Linked DNA regions of Salvelinus alpinus: region 1 is linked to region 2. A link is a contact called in public Hi-C data. All regions are on one chromosome and are shown on one strand. The core of a region is the stretch at or near the end of the contact, and the rest is flanking DNA. Distances in the headings are between cores, read along the strand shown.

Region 1 (6,076 bases), core at 3,021-5,520, 160 kb before region 2:
AAACGGACTCTAAAATCAGTACTCCTACTCTATGGTTGAGACATGAAAGGACTGAAGATGGTTAAACAGTGTGGTGGGTGCCTTTCATTAGGTTAGAAAGACCACCATACTGTTTTCACCTCTCAAGCCTTGTACAGTTCCAGCATTTACTTTTTTTTTTTTACTTGGAGGCACCTACAGCTCTACCAAAGTCATGAGCTGTGTTCGTCTAATATTGACACGTTTGTTACCTAAACTCATTCTTGAATCAGATTTGACTTCTGTCTAGCATATCATACAAATGGTTTAAGGGCTGGGCGATATCTAGTTCATTTGAATTTGTTTTAGCACAATGTTCAAATTCCTGTATCGCAAGAATCTGTTTTAATTATCGTTCTGTCTTTGGTCTCGTCTCCTTCGCTCCTTGTGTGCACTGTGCACCTTCCCACTAGCACACAGACAAGCCCCTCCACCCACACGATAACTTCCTCTGACAACAAGCAGTTTAAAACTTACAGAGTCGTTCATATGGACACCGAAACGCTTACACACTATTTTACTGTAATAGACGAGGACTTAACATTTCTGTCTCAACTATCAACATGTAGAACAGAGCAGACCCTACTAAAACGAGTATCGATGAACATGATTGTGGAAAAGTAACGCTCAGTTTGTCGGGCGCGGCATTGCGCCACCACTAGCAGCATTTTAGCCACAGCCTTATGCAATGTGGCATAAAAATACACATTTATATTAGGAGTTGGTAACTCGTTCTCATTCTGAGAAATAAGCATCGGTTTATCCAGGTAGGCATCTTGATTTCAACATCTAAATAAAGTGGCCACATTGTGTTGTTCAAACAGTTTGAGACAGATTTGGAGGGTCTGTTCATACCTGTTCTACCTTGTTGGCAAGCAAATAGATCCAAGTTGGTTAGACTTGAAATATAAAACATTAGCTGGCTACTCACTAGCATGTGGGTTTGTGCTTGAGAAATTGTTTATGAGACCTGTTACATTTTCTATAATGCCCGCTACAAGAAGTTGGTCATTGTGCATGTTTCTGGTTAAATTTGTAACAAATGGCATTTTCATGGACTTGAAAGCCAGATCATTTTTTTTTTTTAAAGCAGGTTAAAACTATTTAAATTAGTCAGTCTTATGGTTATGGAAGGCTTATATTTAGCCTAGTTATAATTTCTAGTTATAATTTTACAAGCCCTGAATTAATTATTGCTGATTGTTTGAAATGCAGTGTGTTGACCTTTAACTGCAACAGGGCTTATGAGAGAATGTTTACAAATAAAATCGAGGTATATTGGGAATCGCCCATGTTTAAAAATAAAGATGTGATTTTCACGCCATATCAGCCAGCCATAATTGGTTTCCGCCTTCTTGCTTGAATACACTTACTGCAAGTTGCTCTGAATAGAAGCGGACCTGCTGCAGTTGCGGGCATTAAAAAGTTAGTTTGTCACAAACAGCAGGAGACGACAGAGCGCTGTGTTGCAGCGCTAGAGTTGCTGTTCTGCTAATAGCGCAGCAGCTCTATCCTGAAACGTATGAGAGGCACTGTACCTGGCTGATGGTTAGTGTTGTTACATAAGCTCAATGTTGAATAGGCTTGCAGTTCTGACTACATATTATACATATTAGATACATTATACATTAGATACATTATATGTATGCACTTACTGTACGCAGCCCAGGGTAGGAGTGTCTGCTAAATGACCTTGAAGTGGAGAAAATAACTGTACCTGGCTGATGGTGGGCAGTTTGGTGAGTAGCATCTGGAAGACAGGTGGCGGGAGGGTCTGCTGCAGCACCTGGAGAAGCTGCTGGGGCTGGCCGCACACGGCGATGGCGTTGGTCAGGTGCTCCACGCCGTTCTCGTAGTCACCTATACCGGAACACCAAGTGCAAAGAGGTTTAGATCGACAAAAACGAGTAGTACATCACATGGAGAACAGTGTCGTTACTCTGGTCACAAGTAAATTAGGTAGTGCATTATATGGAGAACAGTGCACTAAATGGGGAATAGGGGGTCATCGCTTGGTAAAAAGAAGTGCACTAGAAGGCCTATATGGGGAATAGTGCGTCACACACACAGACCAAGTGATGTCAATGTAAGACTGGTTTACCCTGAGCCAACAGCTCCTCTCCCAGCTGGATCTCCTCCAGAAAGAACTTCTGGACCGCCTCAGCATCCTTCAGGTCTGGGAGCTGCAAGAGTCCCACAACACACACTACTTTCCATAGGTCAAGGAATAACTGAAACATAATGTACTGGTGGAAAAGCTGCTGTCGATGGCCTGTGCTCCAGGAGGAATAAAAGGCCTAGTCGAATGAGTCGGGCAATCCACAGAGGCGTGCCACTTAGTCAGGTGCAAGGTCAGAGTTCAATTTAAGTGAACTCTTAGCGCACAGCAGTTCTTGCTGGGTTTGCACTTCCTCCATTGGAAAAACAAGTCAAGTATATGGGCCTTAAGTAACAGATTTGAGTGAAGAGCAGTCAAGTCGGTCAGTTTCTATTGGGGAGCTGTACAGTTGTGTTGACTGAAATTTGGTACCACTGTACAGACAAAAGGTTTTGTCAATACACTAATTCTAGTCTCAAAACAGTCCTATCCAGCCATCACCTTGTGGTGTCCCAATACATGCCAGTGAAGATCGTCTCTTGTTTATTTCACTGGAGATTTATTTTCCACGTGGTATCATCTGACGTGTACTAGACATGACTTCTTTAGACGTGTTCATTGAGGAGGAATTGAAATATTACCTTGAGGGGATTTTACTCACCTTCGAAAGTCCTGTCCCTTGTTTTGCAGCAGCCTGATTTCTCCTCCCTAAGGCAGAGGTAACACAATCACTGTTAATATAAATAGCTTTGGGGATTGTTCCTGTTTGTACTTGGACATCTTAGTTTCTCTGGCAATCCTACAATGCAAGACTATGATTAGGAACAATTAAGGAAGTCACATTAACATCCTAAATTGACACCCTGAAGTACAGCTTCAGTCTTGAACTCCAATATAATCCCCACCCCTTCTGATATCCCTTGATAAAGTGGTTTACCCGGGTCAGAATCAGGAAATAAGCGTAGCCGCTAAGTAGCATGTGACTAGCCAAACAATCCTAGTTATTATTATTTTTCCTGATAGGGTGATGAACTACCACAGTGGAAGGTGAATGACAAAAAAGGCTAACAGAGGAACATTCAATTGCAGTAAAGCAGGTGTATAAAGCATTGTGGCCAGCTGACAACCAAAGTCCAGCTTTCATACTGTAGTCCAGCTAGAATTGTAGTCTAGTTAATGTGGGACTGGAATGTGATTTTTTTGGGGGGGGGCCATCCCTCTATTAGAGTGAGGGATTCTGGGTAGAAGGCAAGGCAGAGCTGCCATGATGTAGTGTGTGGAGGTGTGGCCATTCCCACTCATATTTATTTTATATCCCGTTATGCAGTCTAACGCACTTAAGGCGCATTGTCAGCTTCTTCCTACCAACAACCAGGCCTACCGCTCATTTAAGGCAGTGGGATAGAGTAACATTAGGGATATCCAGGTTGCTTTTAATCCTGCTTGGCAAGTTCTGTCTGATATGGCTAGTAGCCTAGAATGGTTGGTTTAGATTACATAACAGTTCAAACCACTATCAATGAATGAATCAGGGTAGGTGCAGCTTTCCATGTCTGAATTCAACTAACAGAACGCTTGTGAGTGAGTAGGAAGTACATTAATACATGATATAGAAGCTAGTTAGCTGAGAAACGCTCATCTCCTCGAAGAGAACAGAGTTGAGCGTTCCTCTGCTAGGAGCTAACGTCAGCACTGGCTAGTTAAGTGCAGGGTTTTTGGGGTTAGCAGTGCGCTGACAATGAATGAATGAATCAGATCTATTGCACAAACCATTAACGTTAGCATTCAAGCTTCTATACTTCGCTAATTGGGAATAGTTAAACGAGTTCGGCCTGGCTCGGGCATTTTGTTGCACCTCAGGTCTCCCAAACAGACCGGAGTGGGGTGTACAGGACGCAGACAACACTCACGTTCTCGCAGCCTGTTCTTGAAGTTGGGGTCACTCCGTCTTTTCCTGTCGAAGTAGATGCAGTAGCCGACGAACAGAGCCCCGCAAACACCGGCGGCTATCGTGCTCGATTTACCGCCCATCATCACTTCCGAAATGGTTGATATTTCTGTGTTAACAAATATAATATTTCAATTTTGGCTTATATCAGAGACGGTACATGACCTCACACAGGCGCAAGTTCCCAGCAAAAAGGACCAGTAGGACCACTGACTCATTTGACAGCTAGGGTGTCCGCATTGAACGCCTGATGAAAAATAATACAACGTGAATTCCCAATCACATGATATCTCCGATAACGTATGCATTTTGAGTGCATATAAAGTGTTGGATGTTGTTGAAATCAAATGGGGAAAAATACATGTGTTAGGATTTCTTCAAATCAATGTAAGTAGCAGTCGGACGCATTGAAATGTAAGTGCCACAAGGTGGCAGTAGCAATTCATTAAAAAAGAAGCAGCAGGCTAATGATCACATTTGATACAATTTAACAGTATTTTCCCCAGAGTAACAAAAATAGAAACAATTTAACTACAACTCTAGGTATATTTTGACTGTCTGGGGTAGACCACACAGCAGCAAACAATGGCCAAGTGAAATATTGAACATTAGGCTACATGGTGAGTGACACAATCATCTAGACTAGTAAGAAAACATGTACAATGTTGCTTTCACTATGACCAATTAATTTACGAAAAATTATGCCAGTTGCTCATATGTCTGTCTGGCCTTAGTTGGCACTTCTCATCTCCCAGATGATAGCAAATCCCTAGAAGTGCTGCTCAACAGAACAGATGGTCAGCTGCATTACATGTGCAAGTCCAGACTGCTGCAAAAATATACCACCTTGACTATTAGGCTTCTGAGGGCACATGCTCAGACCTGCATTAATACAAACCATCAGGCATGCACATCCTTGCATGGATTACATCATCACCATACTGTGTCTGGTATGACGTGCACCTTTGCCTTTAAATGGCAACCGAGCCATTCTGCACCCTTGCACAATTTCTGTGGCCGGTTGTTGTGGTTACAGTTTATTAAAGGGATAACTGAACCTTAGAGATTGGCGTCATTGACCACACGTCGCCGGTTGACAGGATTTTGGAAGGGTGTGTGTGCTTTTGGTGGGTTGTTTCCAGTTAAGCTGTGGGTGTGTGTGCATGTGTTTGTACAAGTGTGTGTTTGAACAAGTGTGTGTACACCACACCCTTATTTATGTCTCTATGTGTGTGTGTATGTGCACATGCATTGCATGTGTACTTCTTCATACTTCCATGTGTGTGTGTGTGTGTGTGTGTGTGTGTGTGTGTGTGTGTGTGTGTGTGTGTGTGTGTGTGTGTGTGTGTGTGTGTGTGTGTGTGTGTGTGTGTGTGTGTGTGTGTGTGTGTGTGTGTGCATGTATGTATCAGTGGAGGCTGTGGAGGCTGCTGAGGGGAGGACGACTCATAATAATGGCCGGAATAAAGTAAGTATGTATGTGTATGTGCGTACGTGTGTACACTTGTCTGTGGACAGTTTACATGGTAGGAGGATTATCCGTCTGCCTTGTCGTCTCTCTCGCCAGCGGCTTAGCAGCTCGCACCTGGCATGCAGCTGCCTGGGGGTTGGCGAAGAATTCGCCCCTCAGGGACATCTAGCTCCGCCGGTGCCCGGGCATGACGCGAGGCGGCTCAGCCAGAGGCTCGTCTTCTCGCGGCGGTGGGTTATTATTACCATTACTCAATCGTTCCTGGAAGCTGCTTTGGAAACCCTACTGTATGTGATCCCTGTGCGTGTGTGTTCGGAGGTCTCCTAATCCATGCTGTCATCCCAGGCCACATTATACATGTCTGTAGCAATTCCCTAGGAAACAAGAACTCTTGTCAATAGCTGGGACTCAGACAGATCTTATGTCGATGTGGGTTGGAGGTTTGGATAGAAAGACATTGACACACACATCAGAGACTGTTTAGGGATGTTGTACAAATGGTGGTTGTTGCAAAACGACCTTTAAATCAGATAGTAGAATT
Region 2 (5,297 bases), core at 1,088-3,587:
CGATTTGCGCAACCTGTCAACAGGTCCTTCCTTTATAACTGATGTCTCAGAGTTCCTATTGAAGGCAATGTCCAAGTCTACAATTCAAAAAAATAAAAAATGAGCATTTGAGTGACAAGAATATTTGTTGTTGCGGAAATCGCTGCGCAACGTCGTGTTTACTGAAGTGCTAAATTTGCCCAATTTCAGTTTGTGACCAAATAGAGAATTCAATGTACCATCTAACCCGCTGTGAAATCACTTTAACCAAATATTTAACTTCAGCTGTTTGAGGCTGGCTTACATACAAAAAAAAACCTCAGGAATAGCGCACAGAACAGATCTACCGCTTAGACATGCTTTGAACGAGAATGACAAACCTACAACTTTTTCTTTGCGAATTTGATTGGTCACCCAAAGTTACATATTTCCGCTTAAATTAATCCGACCAAAGTCATGTAATTCAGAGCATGATCCTCAATAAAGGTTGAAACATTTATTACCTTAAAAACAATACAAAAACATTTCCATAGTAATATTAAATATCCATATATAAATTGCATTTCATATCTATACACGAAGTTCAGTTATTGGGCCTGCCAAAAACTGAGGCCTCACATTATCCAATCCTGTAATTTAGATCTTCTCAAACATTTCCAGCAATTGGCACCAACTCTTCATGGATTTCAACACAATTCCCAAACATTTCTTGAGAAGCATATGTCATGTAGAGAAATCCATCGTCATCTTTGTGGTCCTTGTAGACTTGCGCCATGGTAAGAGACATGCTGGCCAGGCCACTATTATTGATGAGCAGGTAGAACGCTTGACTCTGCATCAGCGACATTCGATTTCTGAAACGAGAACGTGCAGCAAGTATTGACAAGTAATCAAATGTAGAAATTCTCATGCACAAACGCAAGTCATTATGAGTCATTTAAAAAAAAGTGACAGTCGCGCGGCACTCGTGGCTGATTCAGATCAGGTGATACCAAGTTTGAAATTACGCACGAGTTCAACCAAAAACTTAACACATGATGATTTAGGTCAATTTCAGTCATGATAATCCACGCTTAACAAGTTAAACATTCACAGCAAAACACATCGAGACAAACCTTATTATGGTGACAAACTGAGTCATGGAAAGTTCTTGGGGGACCAAGAATTTCGTTTTATCAAGAGGCGGCAAGTACTTCTCCCGTTGATACCTTTCAATTATAACCTGTGTGTGGTTGGAAAGGTCACTTTTAGAAGGTGCAAATTCAATGGAATTTCAGGGTAGAATAATGTTTTAGAAATAAGCGAACTTACAGGAATTTTAGTTGGAAACTTCGTTCGGATCCCCGCGACCTCCTGTTTTCTCGTGGCTGTTTGGGATGGAAAACGTGGTTGAGATTATAAAAGCAAAGCATAGCCTACCACATGCAAATCATTACATAAAATTAATCACCAAAGCTTTTTCTCTGCTTGAAGGACTTGGGGTGCTGTGGCTTCTCAAATGGCGGCATCATGTGGGCAAGTGACTCCTCTCTTCAATTCCTGCTGTCTGATCTAGGCTATAAGATTTGACCAAGCTGATCAGCCAACAGAAATTAAATAGTGTGGTTGCAGTGACGTATCACATGATTACCATGGGGCTGTGTCAGCACGCATCATATGGCTAATGAATTGACCGTGCATTAATGACTCGGAAGTGTGTAAAACCAATCCAAATGCTTAAGATCTAATAAAATACCTGAATGTAATGTTTCATTTAATATATGCTTGAAAATAACAATACATTTTGAATTAGTAAACATTATATAGAGGTAATTTGGTAATTCAAATATCTTACACACAAATCATACATAGAGGCCTTATAATATTCTCACACTAAAGTACGCCCTATCATGTGTAGGCAATATTTAGTTTAATGTATTTTCTTGGATTTCAGGCCATGAAATTTAGTCAGGGGGTCGTGGATGATAGGCGTGTGAGTGTGCTATGTAAACAACTGGATGAATGGCTCTATGGAATGCATAGATAAATTAATGGAATTTGCTATAATATATGAAATATGGCTACCACAGATACACTTCTGTAGCATACATTATGACATTTCCAATTTCAGATACAAACAACTAAAGAAAAAGACAGTAAAAGAGAACAGGCGCATTTTAGTGTGAAAAATGCAGCTCTATCTTCTTTGAACTTCAAATTCCATCATGCGTAGGATACGGCAGTTGTCAACACCACGCGCATTTATTTCCGATTGGCTTATTCCAGTGTGAATCGTTGAAATCGACCAATGGGTAAAGAAAACTCTGGATGTGGGTGGGAGCTCAGTGTGAACGTCACCAATTGACAGCTGGCTGCTCAGACATGAGTGTGCCTGCCCAGTAGAGAGAGCTGTAGGTAGCTATTTCCTTTCATATCACAGGGGCGGCTAAAGGAAAACCCATTCGTCTGAGCACGGTCGTGCCAGTTTGCGCGAACCGAATCCACACACCTGGCCTGGGCATGGACGAACAGGCAGGGCCCGGCGTATTCTTTAACAACAACAACTCGGGTTTGCCTGGCGCTGGCAAAGGACCGCATCAGCCTGGCGACGGCGACGGAGAGGCGGCCAGGGCTCATTACAACATTCCGGGGATATTGCACTTTCTGCAACACGAATGGGCCCGCTTCGAGGTGGATAGAGCGCAATGGGAGGTGGAGCGAGCCGAATTGCAGGTAAACCACGTCAAAATGTCCCGCTTATTTTTGGTGGGGTTTTACGGTGTTGAGTCCGCTCTAGGAAGATTGACATTTGTGTCAGGAAGCCTACTCGCGCGCTATGGTCTATTGTGGCGTGAACTACTCGAGCTACGTAGCTACTAGAGTAGTCTTGGTCGGATGACATTAGTCACTATAGCACAGGGTTTCCCAAACTCGGCCCTGGGCCCCCCCTGTGTGCACGTTTTGGTTTCTACCACACCACAACACTACACAGCTTATTCAAATAACCAACACATCAAGCTTTGGTTAAATGGAATCAGTTGTATAGTGCTAGGGCAAAACACAAAACGGGGGACCTTGCTATAGCAGAGCACTGCCTCTATTGTACTGTACACAACTTTTAATTTCCAAGTGTAGCCTACTGTGTGCAAATTATTCACTACCATTGTTTTTAAATGATAGAACGCTATCCAAATGTGGTCAGGCAGACCCAAGGACCTGTCTGTCCTCGATGAATACCTACGTCTTGGAATGCAGAGAAACATTGCACGATGCATTCCAAAGATATATATCCCATTCTCAATAATATTGGTTGTGTCGAAATGTCAAGCACAAGTGTATTGAACAAGTAACTCATTAGGCCTACACACACTTCATGTTATTGAAAGCTGAGTTCACCTGTGAAGTGCAATGGCATGTCCAGTTTAAGTCGGTTGAACAATTAACAGTTATTCTTATGAACAGCACAGTTGACTCATGCACTCAGTAGGTAGTGACATAGATTTAAGATGAGTCATAAGGCACAAAAACCTATCAGAGGTAAGGCTATTAGCATATTGTGTAGGCCTTGAGTGAGTTGTAGCTCCCAAATATATATTTGGGAGTAGATTGAAATAAATTCATTAGGCCCAAATCTATGGATTTCACAAGACCGGGAATACAGATACCTTAAAAACAAAGTAGGGGTGTCAGTATCTGGTGTGTCCACCATTTGCCTCATGCAGTGCGAAAGATCTCCTTGCTTAGAGTTGATCAAGCTGTTGATTGTGGCCAGTGGAATGTTGTCCCACTCCTCTTCAGTGGCTGTGTGAAGTTTATGAATATTGGTGGGAACTGGAACACGCTGTTGTACACGTCGATCCAGAGCATCCCAAACATTCTCAAAATGGGTGACATGGTGAGTATGCAGGCTATGGAAGAACTGGGACATTTTCAGATTCAAGGAATTGTATACAGATCCTTGCGAAATGGGGCCGTGCATTATCATGCTAAAACACAAGGTGATGGAGGTGGATGAATGGCACAATAATGGGCCTCGTCACACCATTGATAAAATGCAATTGTGTTCGTTGTCTGTAGCTTATGCCTGCCAATACCATAACCCCCACCCCACTCTGTTGTGAGACCTGTCGGACGTACTGCCAAATTCTCTTAAACAACATTGGAAGAGAAATGAATGTTCAATTCTCTGGCAACAGCTCTGGTGGACATTCCTGCAGCCACCATGCCAATTGCATACTCCCTCAACTTGAGACATCTGTGGCATTGTGTTGTGACAAAACTGCACATTTTAGACTGGCCTTTCGTTGTCCCCAGCACAAGGTGCACCTTTTTAATGATCATGCTGTTTAATCAGCTTCTTGATATGCCACACTTGTTATCTTGGCAAAGGAGAAATGCTCACTAACAGGGATGTAGTGAGCAACATTTTAGAGAAATAAGCTTTTAGTGCATATGGAACATTTCTGGGATCTTGTTTTTCAGCTCATGAAACAAGGGACCAACACTTCACATGTTGCGTTTTTATATTTTTGTTCAGTGTACATGAGTGCCTCCGAACATTGCTAACAAAGGACAGTGCCAAGTGCTAGCCTAGGCAACCGATAGTGCATGGGTGCTACGTTAGATCTGCACAATCATCAAGGCTTGATGTGCATTCCCGTTAATACAATCGTGTCCCCGTAGACCGGATTGTACATGAAGCATCATCTATTCAGGCCGCAAAGACATCATTTTCCTACTTAACTAGCTTTAATGGTGGGGATAAATGTGGTATATATATGCATACTTTCTTTATGAAACACAATTTTCCACCAACCTTTTTGGATTTTTGGAAAATTTAGGATGTACACTGTTTTCAGCCAAGGGTGTGCAACATCCAGAATTGTCTGAAAATGGTGGCGTAAAATTGTTTCATAAAGAAAGTATGCTTATTTTCCCCCCAAAATTCTGTCTTCTCGCCATTAAAGCTAGACGACAGTGCATGGGCACTAGATCTGTACAATGGGCTGCCTAGGCTAGCTAAAATAGGCATATTTTTTTCATTTTTAAAGGGCAATGCTTGATCAGATTTGAAATGAATGATGTGTAACTGGACGTGGCATTTGTGCATAATCTACTTTGAAAATGTCCTGCCTCAATCAAAGCAGACTTTCATTTCTTATTATGCCTGGACGAAGGAGATCTAGGCCTAGATGTCGAAGTTACCCTCCTGATTCCGGAGTAGGTTTTGTTTAAGTTTTCTTCCCCATTTACTTCTAGTGCTTATCAGTAGTAGAGGGAGCTCATTGGCAAGTGACAAATGAGTGTCAGAACCGCTCCACTGGCAATGAGCAGAAACC

What was found. A called contact is a pair of places that touch in the nucleus more often than the background predicts.
Region 1: a contact with region 2 is called in a Hi-C map of liver, with 8 times the contacts expected there. The contact joins the promoter of LOC139567146 here to the promoter of strn in region 2. A contact is called at or near these places in 2 of 3 Hi-C or Micro-C datasets (liver and red muscle).

Annotation. Positions count from the first base shown.
Region 1 is chr2:66,599,157-66,605,232 of SLU_Salpinus.1, reverse strand. It overlaps LOC139567146 (mitochondrial import receptor subunit TOM20 homolog), which reads right to left and starts at 4,270. Exons shown (of 5, transcript XM_071388628.1): 1 at 4,027-4,270; 2 at 2,778-2,824; 3 at 2,120-2,201; 4 at 1,736-1,878. The coding sequence starts at 4,150.
Region 2 is chr2:66,434,853-66,440,149 of SLU_Salpinus.1, reverse strand. It overlaps strn (striatin, calmodulin binding protein), which reads left to right and starts at 2,337. Exons shown (of 17, transcript XM_071388569.1): 1 at 2,337-2,691. The coding sequence starts at 2,479. It overlaps map1lc3c (microtubule-associated protein 1 light chain 3 gamma), which reads right to left and starts at 1,588. Exons shown (of 4, transcript XM_071388582.1): 1 at 1,430-1,588; 2 at 1,291-1,346; 3 at 1,095-1,201; 4 at 461-833. The coding sequence starts at 1,490. The coding sequence ends at 626.